2 separate regions of the Gadus morhua genome follow, and region 1 is linked to region 2. The links are chromatin contacts, called in public Hi-C maps. All regions are on one chromosome and are shown on one strand. The core of a region is the stretch at or near the end of the contact, and the rest is flanking DNA. Distances in the headings are between cores, read along the strand shown. Region 1 holds the start of emp2 (epithelial membrane protein 2). Region 2 holds the start of snrnp70 (small nuclear ribonucleoprotein 70 (U1)).

Evidence for each region. A called contact is a pair of places that touch in the nucleus more often than the background predicts.
Region 1: a Hi-C map of spleen shows a contact between it and region 2, with 2.7 times the contacts expected there. The contact joins the promoter of emp2 here to the promoter of snrnp70 in region 2. A contact is called at or near these places in 4 of 6 Hi-C or Micro-C datasets (blood, gill, heart and 1 more).

Annotation. Positions count from the first base shown.
Region 1 is chr2:27,034,447-27,040,213 of gadMor3.0, reverse strand. emp2 (epithelial membrane protein 2) reads right to left here and starts at 4,342. Exons shown (of 5, transcript XM_030376438.1): 1 at 4,183-4,342.
Region 2 is chr2:26,653,174-26,658,899 of gadMor3.0, reverse strand. It overlaps snrnp70 (small nuclear ribonucleoprotein 70 (U1)), which reads left to right and starts at 1,305. Exons shown (of 12, transcript XM_030337470.1): 1 at 1,305-1,562; 2 at 2,007-2,160; 3 at 2,246-2,363; 4 at 2,460-2,524; 5 at 2,608-2,670; 6 at 2,791-2,872. The coding sequence starts at 2,014.

The DNA of each region.
Region 1 (5,767 bases), core at 3,093-5,592, 380 kb before region 2:
TTGTTTCCTATGTTATATTCTCCGTTTTTCTTTTTATAAACTATGACATGGTTTGTAGCATTTGGAAAAGTTTAGGGCCGACCATAGTGAGAGCGTGGGCCACGAGGCTTCACAACTAGACCTAGAGGTCTGCCTCGGAACTGCAGTCTGTCCCCAAAAGCATTTCTTCATTTAGACGGTCTACAGAAGAAAAGAGAGAACTCACCACACACACAAACCAGTATTCACTGGCTTTGACCACAAACAAATTCACACCACTACAAACGTCTGCCAGAACAATGGTTCACGATGCTAGGGAGCGAGACAGAGGGAAATGTCTGAAAAAAAGGTGCATACTGTGTGTGTTTGTGTTTGTGTGTGTGCGAGGGCGATAGACAGATGAATAATGATGAGTGGGAGAAACACTCATAGTGGCGCCGAATCACAGCTCCAAATACACAAGTATATCCATTTGGCAGCAAATATCGAACAAACAAGGGGTTGTAGTTCGGTAGTTGGAATGACGTGGGAAGGCTTGTTATGGCAGATCGACTGTCCGAACCGATGGTCATTTAGCATCGTGGGCTATCTAGCCTCCACATTTTGGCACAGCAATCGTTGGCGTGTCAGACAGACAGACAGACAACAGGCATGCCTCTTCTCCACTCAGCCTTATGATGGAGGAGGAGGGGGGGTGGCTGGCTAACTGTGCAAATTAACTGTGTGTGTGTGTGTGTGTGTGTGTGTGTGTGTGTGTGTGTTTGTGTGTGAAAAATGCTGACTTAATGTCTATTTTTTTCTCTTTTCATAAAACACAAAGCCACAGAGTCTCTGGGCCTCTTAGTCTCATTCTACTCCCATATCTTTCTATCTCACACTATCTCTTTCTCTCTTTCACTCTCTTTCTCTCTCTTTTTTTTCTCTCTCTCTCTCTCTCTCTCTCTCTCTCTCTCTCTCTCTCTTCCCCCCCCCCCTCTATCTCAAAAAAGTCAGCTTCAGATTTGTCCCCTTTTGTGCTTCGGTCACAGGTCATTGTGAGATACATTAACATAGTTTACAGACCGACACTCAGCCTGTGGGGGAAGAAACAGAAACAGCCACAGGTTACAAGCAGCTCAACACGTGCCGCTGTCTCCCTGCGGGGCAGAAGGCTGTCGGGGTCCGTCTATGTAAGGAGATGGGGACGAGCATAGCAAGGCACCTTTGACATGCATTTACTGCTAGCTAGCTGCCATACCAGTCACACAACGTCTCCCTGCTCCTAAACACACCTCACACGTACAGAGTGCAGTCTGTTCCGTATCCATCGGACCGTTTGGTTCTTTTGGGACAGTTTGTTAAACATAATGTTAATTACTTACTTATCACAGACGTATACAGAAGAACCACACCAACCAACGGGGCAGTTTCAAATACAGTTTTTATTTGTGTTTGGGGGGCCTGTTTGTGTGCGTGCGAGTCTGTGTATACACAACAACAACGGTCCCCTGTCTTATTTTTACATAAAACACAAATAACAGAGCTTATCCTGGAGCTAGGCCAGTGACCACACAACCGGGAAGCTGTGTGGTCACTGGTACACACACACGCATGCACGCACGCACGCGCGCACACACACACACACACACACACACAGACACAGACACAGACACGCACACGCACCGGGTTTTGGGTGCTGCGTTGTTACCACAACAGTGCAACTATTTCAGTGCTCCCAGTAACTCCACAATAAAAGCGTGAGACACATCTCTGAAAAACATGATGTCTGGCAATTCCACTTTCCTAAATGAGAGGAAGAATGTTGAGAGAATGATGAAGGACGTGGAATTTAATTTGGTAACTACTTCAGCAGATTTGCAAACCGCAGGGGGTCCACTGGTGATTTAGCCGTTTGTGGCTCAAAGCCAGAAACAGAGAGGCAATTTCCTAGATTGGGGACAGAGCGAGGGGTCCCAGAGTTCAGGAGCTTCAATGGGAAGTATCTTCCCCGGAGGCCACCAAGAAACCAACCGACAATATGTCATGCTCAGATCTGTTAGTACTATAATTATTAAATATGAAAACCTGCAGTGTTGCGGTTGCTTTTCAATTAATCTTTCTTGTGTGTTAAATCATTTCATTTCGAATGCATCAACAACGGATTGAGTAACGGTTTGGTGCACCACTATCTATCAAGGACCATGAGATGTTCCACGGTTCTTGGTTCTGTAAAACCAGACCTCCACAATCCAAAGTGTTGAAAACTAATGTCAGTGGCCTTCCCGCTCATCATCTCATCGGTCGTCACAGTTCGGTCTCCGTCCCTACACGTTTATACATGAAGGTTACATGAGAGTTCCTGGGGGTGTGGCTTGAAAGGAAGCACCTCCAGGAGGTCCTCAAACCTGATGGCTCTGTGATGTTCCTCCACCACAATAGCCCTCAACGTGGCTGCACAAAGGCTGTGAGGAGGGGGTTGACGGAGGGGCTGGAACAACAAAGAGGTGGGTGCTGTTTTGTTTGGGTGGAACTTGAAACCTACAATCTGACCATTGGTGTTTGGGGACCAGTTTCTCGTCGTGGGTTTGGTTCACTGCAGAACCCTGAACCTAACCCTAACCCTAACACTAACCCTAACCACATTCTAAGAAGAGACACAACTTTAAACAAATGTCTTTGTCAATTTAAATACCCTGAGGATAACTAATAAAATAAATTAAAAATGATGATGATCTTAACGAATCGTACGTTGATTTCATCCGTGAGACTTTAATTTAGTCCTGGAGACAGAGTGGGGCTGACATTGTGGTTACGTGCAGCACAGCAAGACGTCCTCTGTCTCCACTGTGCATGCACCACATTCTGTCTGTCATCAGCACATGTTTGCATTGGAGCCGTCCAACACTGAGTCCTTGTGGCCTACGTCGGGCCATCTTTTAGCCATGCCGAGGTGTAATGAGGTTATGGACGTTCACATCACACTGCACACATTGTGAAGGAGAAGGAAATGTACATTCTTGGAATACAGAATGACATGCAATTGTTGTGTGTGTGTGACGTGTGTGTGTGTGTTTGTTTGTGTGCACTCGGAGGCTTTTGTAAATTTTCCACTGGTTGTCGTGGTAATGTGTGACATAACCATATCAATCATCGTTAATAACTAATACAAATAATCTGTATTATAATAATATGTAAAAGATATTGCCTAAAATGGGGCATAAATGTGATGTTTCAATCTAATGCTTATGGCTCAGTCAGCCTACGCTAAGATGGAAAAGTATCAAAAATGTGGCTTTTTCGTGTCATAAATATGTTTGTTTGGGTTTTACAAAGTCTCATTTGCCGAGTGGAATCTATAGCATCAATAACATGATCGGGACTTAGATGGCAAATTAATCAATCAATTCAGAAATGAAGCTTTCTCTGTGTCCTTTGAACCAAGTGATAAATTCAGACATTAATCTTTTCTCTGCGTCCTTCTGTGTTATGGGTTCCAATTTACAACGCAGGGGGGCGCCATACTAAAAAACATATACCTCGTAAACCACGTTGGCTGAAGTGCTCGCATAACTTTCCAAAAGACGGCATGGAGCGTTTCCCAAGCTGTTGGGGCACCATGGGTAGGCCTTTCGTGTGTTTTATTTGTGATAATATCCTAATATCTGTAGGCGTACGTGATAACATCGAAATAATCTCTCTCTCTCTCTCTCTCTCTCTCTCTCTCTCTCTCTCTCTCTCTCTCTCTCTCTCTCTCTCTCTCTCTCTCTCTCTCTCTCTCTCTCTCTCTCTCTCTCTCTCTCTCTCTCTCTCTCTCATATTCAGGCACGCACGCTCGCACACACACGCACACGCGCGCTGTAAAAAGCATTGACAGGAAGGTAGAATAGTATAGTAGAATAGTATGGTATAGTAAGTCGAGCGCGACTTGAAAAGAACGCCCCTCCAGCGACCCATAAAATAAATAAAACAAATATACTTTCACCTTATTTGTTAGGAGGCAAGGACAAGAGACGACAACAACACCTTAGGATAGGTTATGAGGCAAGAACTAAAGACGACAACAACACTCGCTCCACACCGTTAACTGGCTGTAGGCGAGCGCTGGCGACGTGCTGATATGAAAGTTTTGCACGTGAAAGTCCCGCATGCCATGAAGCTTTGCACGAGAAATAAAGTATGCAGTACTAGGTTAGATCATTAAAACAAAGTAGAATAACGACTCACCCGCTCATTGACCAGAGGGAAGACCAAGCAACGCAGTGATGGGGACTTTAGCGGGACTGGGAGAGAGTAGGAGGTCGGCGGCGATTCCAATGACTAGGAAACCAAACGTGACCGAGGGCCAATTGCGATTCTCGTAGTAGCTTGCTCGTAGCTTGTCGGGGACGCGCGCGTCCGGCTCTGTCCGAGCCTCTGGGTGTGGTTTAAAATTAAATATTGGGAGGAGACGTGTTTGTGTGAGTGTGTGCGTGTGCGTGTGGACAACGTCGACACATGAGAAGTAGGCCTATATGTTGACCCGAGTCTAAACTCGGACTAGGGGCATAATGGGAGCGTGTAAAAGCAGCGAACCATTATTTAAACTCCAGGACACGAGAGTATTTTAATTAACCCCGGCCGCGAATGAAAATGTTAATCCTGAAGAGGAGTAAAGAAACGTAAAGAAGGAATCGTTGGACTATGAAATTAAAAAATAATTAAGAAAATTATCTTTATTTTTTCAGCGTTCTTCTCTGCTTCCCCCCTGATCACTCTTTGAATTGGACGTTATTTGCAGGTCGGCTTTAGCACTTCCAGTAGGTATTTCATGTGGTATACAAGCTTGCTATGCCAATACGAGGAAAAACAGACGGGCAGACAGACAAATATACAGACAGACAGATAAATGAATAGAGATAGGTGAGGGATATTGAGTTGCCAGGGTGAAGGTTCTCACAGAACTGCTTTCGTTCACAAACACATAAACCCCTTCACCCTCTCCCCTTTACACAATCACACACACACACACGCGCACGCACACACGCACGCACGCACACACACACACACACACACACACACACACACACACACACACACACACACACACACACACACACACATATATGCACACACACACCCACGGAGAATGCATGCACGCACATGCAATGAAGCACAGATGCAAGCACACACACACACACACACACACACACACACACACACACACACACACACACACACACACCGACTCTGTGTTTGCCACTTAAGGATGAACATTGTGTGGCTGCACGACAGAAGGAATTGATGGAATCTGGCTGGTTGGCTGACCATGCTGCAATGTGTGACTCAATTAAGGGAAGACACATTCATCCATTCATGAATTAATTTATCCATCCATCCACCTCACCCATACATTGGAAAATGTATGGGTGATTCCTTTAGTCGGACTTACTCTCCCCAACTAACATCACCACTCACTTTCCATCGGCTTCTCTTATAAACCCAGCTCTAGTTTGGATTGGTTTTGTTGCGGTCGTTTAGGGGGACACACCGAGGGTCAGACCGCCGTTGCGTGGTTGGCCAAGGAAATCTCTCTTCCTCTTTTGGACCAAATCTTCAGATAGTGTCGGAAGTTACTTTTGACAGTTACATCCCTACGGCTGTTGAACTGTGTAACCGAGTCATGTCTTATGTTGAAGGAGGGGCGGGGGGTCCACAGGCATTGTGTCGGACACGACAAAGACACGAAGCCTAGGAAGTCATCAAGTCTCTTGAATAGAGAAACCATTTTTTGCATGATGAGGGATTGAGTGGTTATAGATCCTCTGCAGTC
Region 2 (5,726 bases), core at 56-2,555:
TACTCCTGTTTTCTCTAACTGACAGTCTGTTTGGACTGGAGTTACAGTGATACAATGGCATAGACTACTCTGTTAAAGATCGTATAAGCAAGGGGATGTAAGCTTCATTGCAAAAGGGCCCCAGGGCGAACAAATCTAGCCTTGGATATAAGCACTAACCACATTTTAAACAAAACCCAAAACCTTAACAAATGAATACTGTCAACCCACATGCTCGATATGGAGCCATATGTGACCTGTCTAATGAAAATGTATAAAAAATATAACATCATCCATCTTTTGCCAAAGTACGCTCTAATGACTCAGCTGAAGAGCTGAGCGGTTGTTTGGATGCCCCTGAAGGGGACTTATTCCTCAGTGACCAGTTTACCGATAATAACCCTGCCCTGCACACACCTTTACTATCACCTAAACCAAGTTCCTTGAGTGTGTGACACATCGCCCAACTAGCCACCTAGTTTACAGCTTCCTTGACCTCAAGGCCAGTCAGACTACGGAGCTGTGTCTGGGAGGTAGGGCAGGAGCCGGCAGCATAGGGCCTTTCTTCGAGCCAGTTGTCACGAAGTGGCAGGAAGTGGAACAGATCACTAACTTTAAATACCTGGTAGTGGCTCTGTCTCCTCAAGAAACCTCGGAGCTCAATGCCAGCGAAGACACCACGACCAGGGTCTGTTTACAGGTCCCACTGAGAGTGTTCTCATCGCTAACACCGTCTCCTGCTATTGGAGCAAGATCACTGGAGACAAACAATTACTACTCCAGAACCTATGCAAGATCCATCATCAAAAAATCCACCCAGGTCTGTAGCACCCCGTCCTACTCCTTCACTCAGTATTCCATCTGTTGCTGCTGCTGCTTCTGTAATTAATGTAAATAATGTATCATAGGTCATCTTCACTGTCTGTACAAGATCTGTCTATATGATATTGGGTACTGTCTGTTTTTTTTAAACGTATTTACTGGGTTACCATTACCAGATTGCCGAAGCCAAATTTTCTTTATGTAAATTGAATGGACAATTGTTTTTCTTATATTATCTTGTAGTTATGCTTTAAAAAACGCTTCCTCCTTTTTCAGTTTTTTCATTATTGGTTTTATACTTGGTTTTCATTGTAATACTTTTTCTAATTACATTCATTGAATGTGTCTTTATTATAATTTATTATTTAGGATTCGTTGCATTTATATTTTGTGGTTTGTTTTGTAAATGACACATCATTTATATGAATTACTCCAATAATTATGTCATGTCATAAATAAAAAAAAGCTTTATGAATAACCACAAGTGTTAAATACGACGGCAGTGTAATCTGCCTTCCGGAGGGGAGGGGCCATGTCCGAATGTTTTTACGTCAGGAACATTGACTTCACGGCACCGCGCCATTTTAATCGAAGAACAAGCGGAATTGAACACATTTACCACGCTACCCCACTAGGATTAAATGCCTGTGCGGCTCCCGTAAATTCATTCGAATTGATACAACTTTACGCAGAAAAGAGGAGCTGAACTACTTTATTAAGATCCATACCCGATTCTGGTGGAGGAAACTGGATGGTTTGAGGTGAGAATTGGCTATTCCCGTCATGTGCGGCCCTTTGAGCTAGCTAGCTACGCTAATGTAGGGTTAGCCGGCTAGCTAGTGATCGTCGAGGACACAATGTAGCTCTTAATGTCATAAGCTATATATATTCGTTGTTTTGGGAAATGCATAATCATATTTTTTAACTAGATCGTGTTTAAGAAATCGAAATACATAATCAAAACATGTTTACCTTCTAGTTAACATTATCATAGCCTTACGCGAATGAGCTAGTTCTGCCAGACTGTGTCCAGTGAGTGATTTACGTTAGGAAGTGGGAAGTATAAAGGTTTTGGTTTGGGCCCTCGGTTTTACATTGATCATTGCAGTTTGGAGAGTACCAAAATTAGTCAGCTAGAAAGACTGTAAAACCTAACGTTGTACCATAATCTAAAGTCGCACATGTTGTGTCCGGATGTTCCCTAGGTAAAAGATGACGCAGTTTTTACCCCCGAACCTGCTGGCACTCTTTGCCCCGCGGGATCCCATTCCTTTTCTGGCCCAGCTAGAGAAGCTCCCCCATGAGAAACACCACAACCAACCCTACAGCGGCATAGCGCCGTTTATAAGGCACTTCGAGGTAAGGATACGTTTATGGTTGGATAGTTATCCTCGGATAGAATATTGTCCCTGATGTTAATGTTATGTTATTAATTTGTGAATAGGATCCCAGAGATGCCCCTCCACCAACAAGAGCAGAAACTCGTGATGAGCGACTGGAGAGGAAGAGACGAGAGAAGATTGAACGAAGACAAACAGTTGTGGAGACCGAACTCAAGCTTTGTAAGTTTGCATGGGGACTGTTTAATGATCTTGCTGGAGACAATTTCATTCAGTTAAACATTCCTAACGTTTGTTCTTATTCACCCATCCCTCTAGGGGATCCACACAATGATCCAAATGCGCAGGGGGATGCATTCAAGACATTGTTTGTTGCACGAGTGGTAAGTGTGTTTGTACCGGTCACTTAAAAATGTCTGTGCAAAGTATCCATGACAGAGATTTAATCTTTATGTTCCCCTTCCAGAACTACGATACCACAGAGTCTAAGCTACGACGTGAATTCGAAGTTTATGGGCCTATTAAACGGGTAAGATGCGACTATTGTTCAGTGCCTCCTTGATATTCTTGACCATGCCAGTGATTCTTCTGTTTTCTCTTTGACATGTGGTGTAATCTGTGGTTTGTTCATTTGTGTTTTTTCCTTCAGATCTACATAGTCTATAACAAGAGGACGAGCAAGCCCAGAGGTTATGCTTTCATTGAGTACGAACACGAGCGGGACATGCACTGTGAGTACCCACTGCCGACACTAATTCTCAAACCTCAACACATGAGCAAGACTTGGACCTACAGCATTCAATCCGATTATATACACACACGCACAGAAGTTTTGCTTATAGATACCCTTTGTCTTTTCATCAGCTTCACATTTTGAAGCAGGATCTATTATTTGTGGTTTGCTTGCCCTTTGCAAGTGTAAACTATTAGATCCAACGTAAACATGATGTTTTTGAAAGCAACTAATACAATTAGTTGAAGTACATTTAGCGTTGTTCAAATTCGATGGGCTTGTGTCTTGTCTGGTGTGTTTTTTTTCGAGCTGACTAATAGCCGTGTGATTTTGGAGGGGGCAATGCGCTGAAGTAGTCCCACCTTTTGTGGTCATTTCAGTCAGCGCTTAATGACTTCGGAATGTTTCCGACCTGAGTTTCTGTAAACCTGAACGTCTTTGCCTGTCGACGGGTTCTTTTGAAATGCTTTGCGTGGTAGTTCTGGAAGAGCAGGTCTCCTGGTGGGAATCCCAATGGTAAGCCCAAGGTCAAATTGGTCGGCAAGCATAAAAATTGTGTTTTGAAGAATGGCGTTGGCACAAGTTGTCTTGTTTTATAACTTATCCATTTCGTGTTTTTATAATATTTAGCAGTGGTTTCAACCCTGGTCATGTTGAGCTTAGTTCTCTTTTCTATCAATACATCGCTACCCTGTCTTGTCTCCTGAGGCATCAGTAGGCCAAAGTGTATGTAAATTGACACAATGCGCCAGCCATCCCCAACGGTTCTCATTAGGGGTGTAACGGTACACGTATTTGTACCGAACCGTCACGGTACAGGCACTTCGGTGTGGTTACAGAGGCGTACCGCGGTTCGTAAATGTGGCGTACATAGCGTTAATATGGCGACTGTAAAGGCTTGTTTTGCGATGCAGAATTTAAAACTTGAATTCTGAGTTCCAACCGGACTGTTTAGCCCAAGTATAAAAGAAAATGTCTGTCGTATGACGCATGTAGTCCGGTAACTTATCAACCCCAGCGTCCTCGGTTGCTAAGCGACGTCATAGTCTTTGGCGGACTATTACTCTGCTGATCAACACTACGAATGCTGGTGACAAATAAATTGTATAAAGACGCACCTTGTGAAGTAATTTTTTTGCAGGCTGCAAAAAAATGCAGGCTGTGTTCAGTAAAATAAATAAACAAATGAACTGTTTTCGGCGCTTGTAGGCCTATCTGCCTAAGACCCCGTTGAAATAATTTTGAAATTGAATTTTGGTCGCGCAGTTGTGAAAATAAGCAGATTGATTTCAGGCAAATCATAATAGCCTCTCCCTGGGTCATTGTGTGTGCGTGTATCCGCGGTGCGTGCGTGGGGGGTTCTTGATTGACAGATTTTCGAATATTACTCGAATACTTCTCAGCGAATATCGAATAGTATTTTCGCCAGAAATGCACATCCCTAGCAAACGCCTTTTGAAAAGGCACCATCCAGGTGTTACTATCACCGTTGCTGTGGAAAAAAAATGAGCTGTGCAAACCCAGCTCACGACACTATTTCAACAACCCCTGTCTGGGAATTCAGAAATGCAAATGCCATAACCAAGTTTATTGGTGTTATCATTGCTGCTGACAAACAAGCAGGTTTTTTTTTATTTTTCCCCTTATCTTTGAACCGCACCGTGACTTAAAAACCGAGGCACGTACCAAACCGTGACTTTAGTGTACCGTTACACCCCTAGTTCTCATCAATGAAATACAGATCCTGTTGGATATTAAATAGTTGTGGGCCACTAGGCTCTTCAGGACCAGTGTTGTCATACCCTTTGGGTTAATGATCTCAGTTGGGGGGTGGACTTGGAAGGGGAATGTGGGACTCGTGCAGTGTATTAACTGTGTGTTGTTCTCACTGCAGCCGCCAATCTGTGATGGCTATTGGCCAGAGCTGGCTTGCAGATGATGATGGTTATGATACATCTACACCCTACTACCACAGCTCAGTATATGGTTGGTATAATGGGTTTGTATGATGGGTAAGATTTCTTTCCACCCTCCATCTTACTTGGCATAAAGGAGGCGTGTTCCATGGTGAAGGCACCTTTTCTTTAACAGTCGGTAGCGGGTCCTTGTTTTCAGGCGATGCCTACAACAGGCTTTCACCATTCAACACACCCCGGGCCATTATTGTACGGACGGGTGCCCGATGATTTTGCCCTTTTGTGTTAAAGCCACCTCAAGTTAATGCCTGCCAAAAACCGAACTGGCATCGTCAGATAGTTTTACTTCGAGTTCTTGCCCTCGCAGCAGGGCACAGATGCTCCATGATCAACTTATCTGTTTGTCGGCCCCTAGGTACTGACATGTGCCTCCTTGATGGGTGTAGGGATGCTTTCCTTAGCGTCTACGGCTCTCAGTATGAGGCCTGTATCTGTAGGTTTCTCGCCAAGGATCGACTGGACTTGTATTGATCCAACTGTGGCTAACACTGCTATAGAAATATGTGGACAAAAAATATAGGATGAGGATTGTAGTGCAGTATTTTATGCAGGACTTGGAGGCCTCAGGCACTGCCAAACGTTACTTGTATCTGATTGGGAGCTGGCTTTAATGGAATAGGCTAATGAGGGGACCTTCTTGGTAAATACGACATTGTCTCCTCGTATAGTGTTGCATCCAACACAACATACAGGCGTAGGACAGAAGAACAGCACAGCCTTAATCTCACTCCATCTGCATCAGATTAGACTAGGCAGTTTCACACTCCTATTTAAATACGCTTATCAAACATCATGGACGAGTTAATGAGTCATGAAGTGAAGCATAAACTTTATAGAATAAGTTCCCTCTATCCAAAGCAAAGTTAGGCCCTGAGC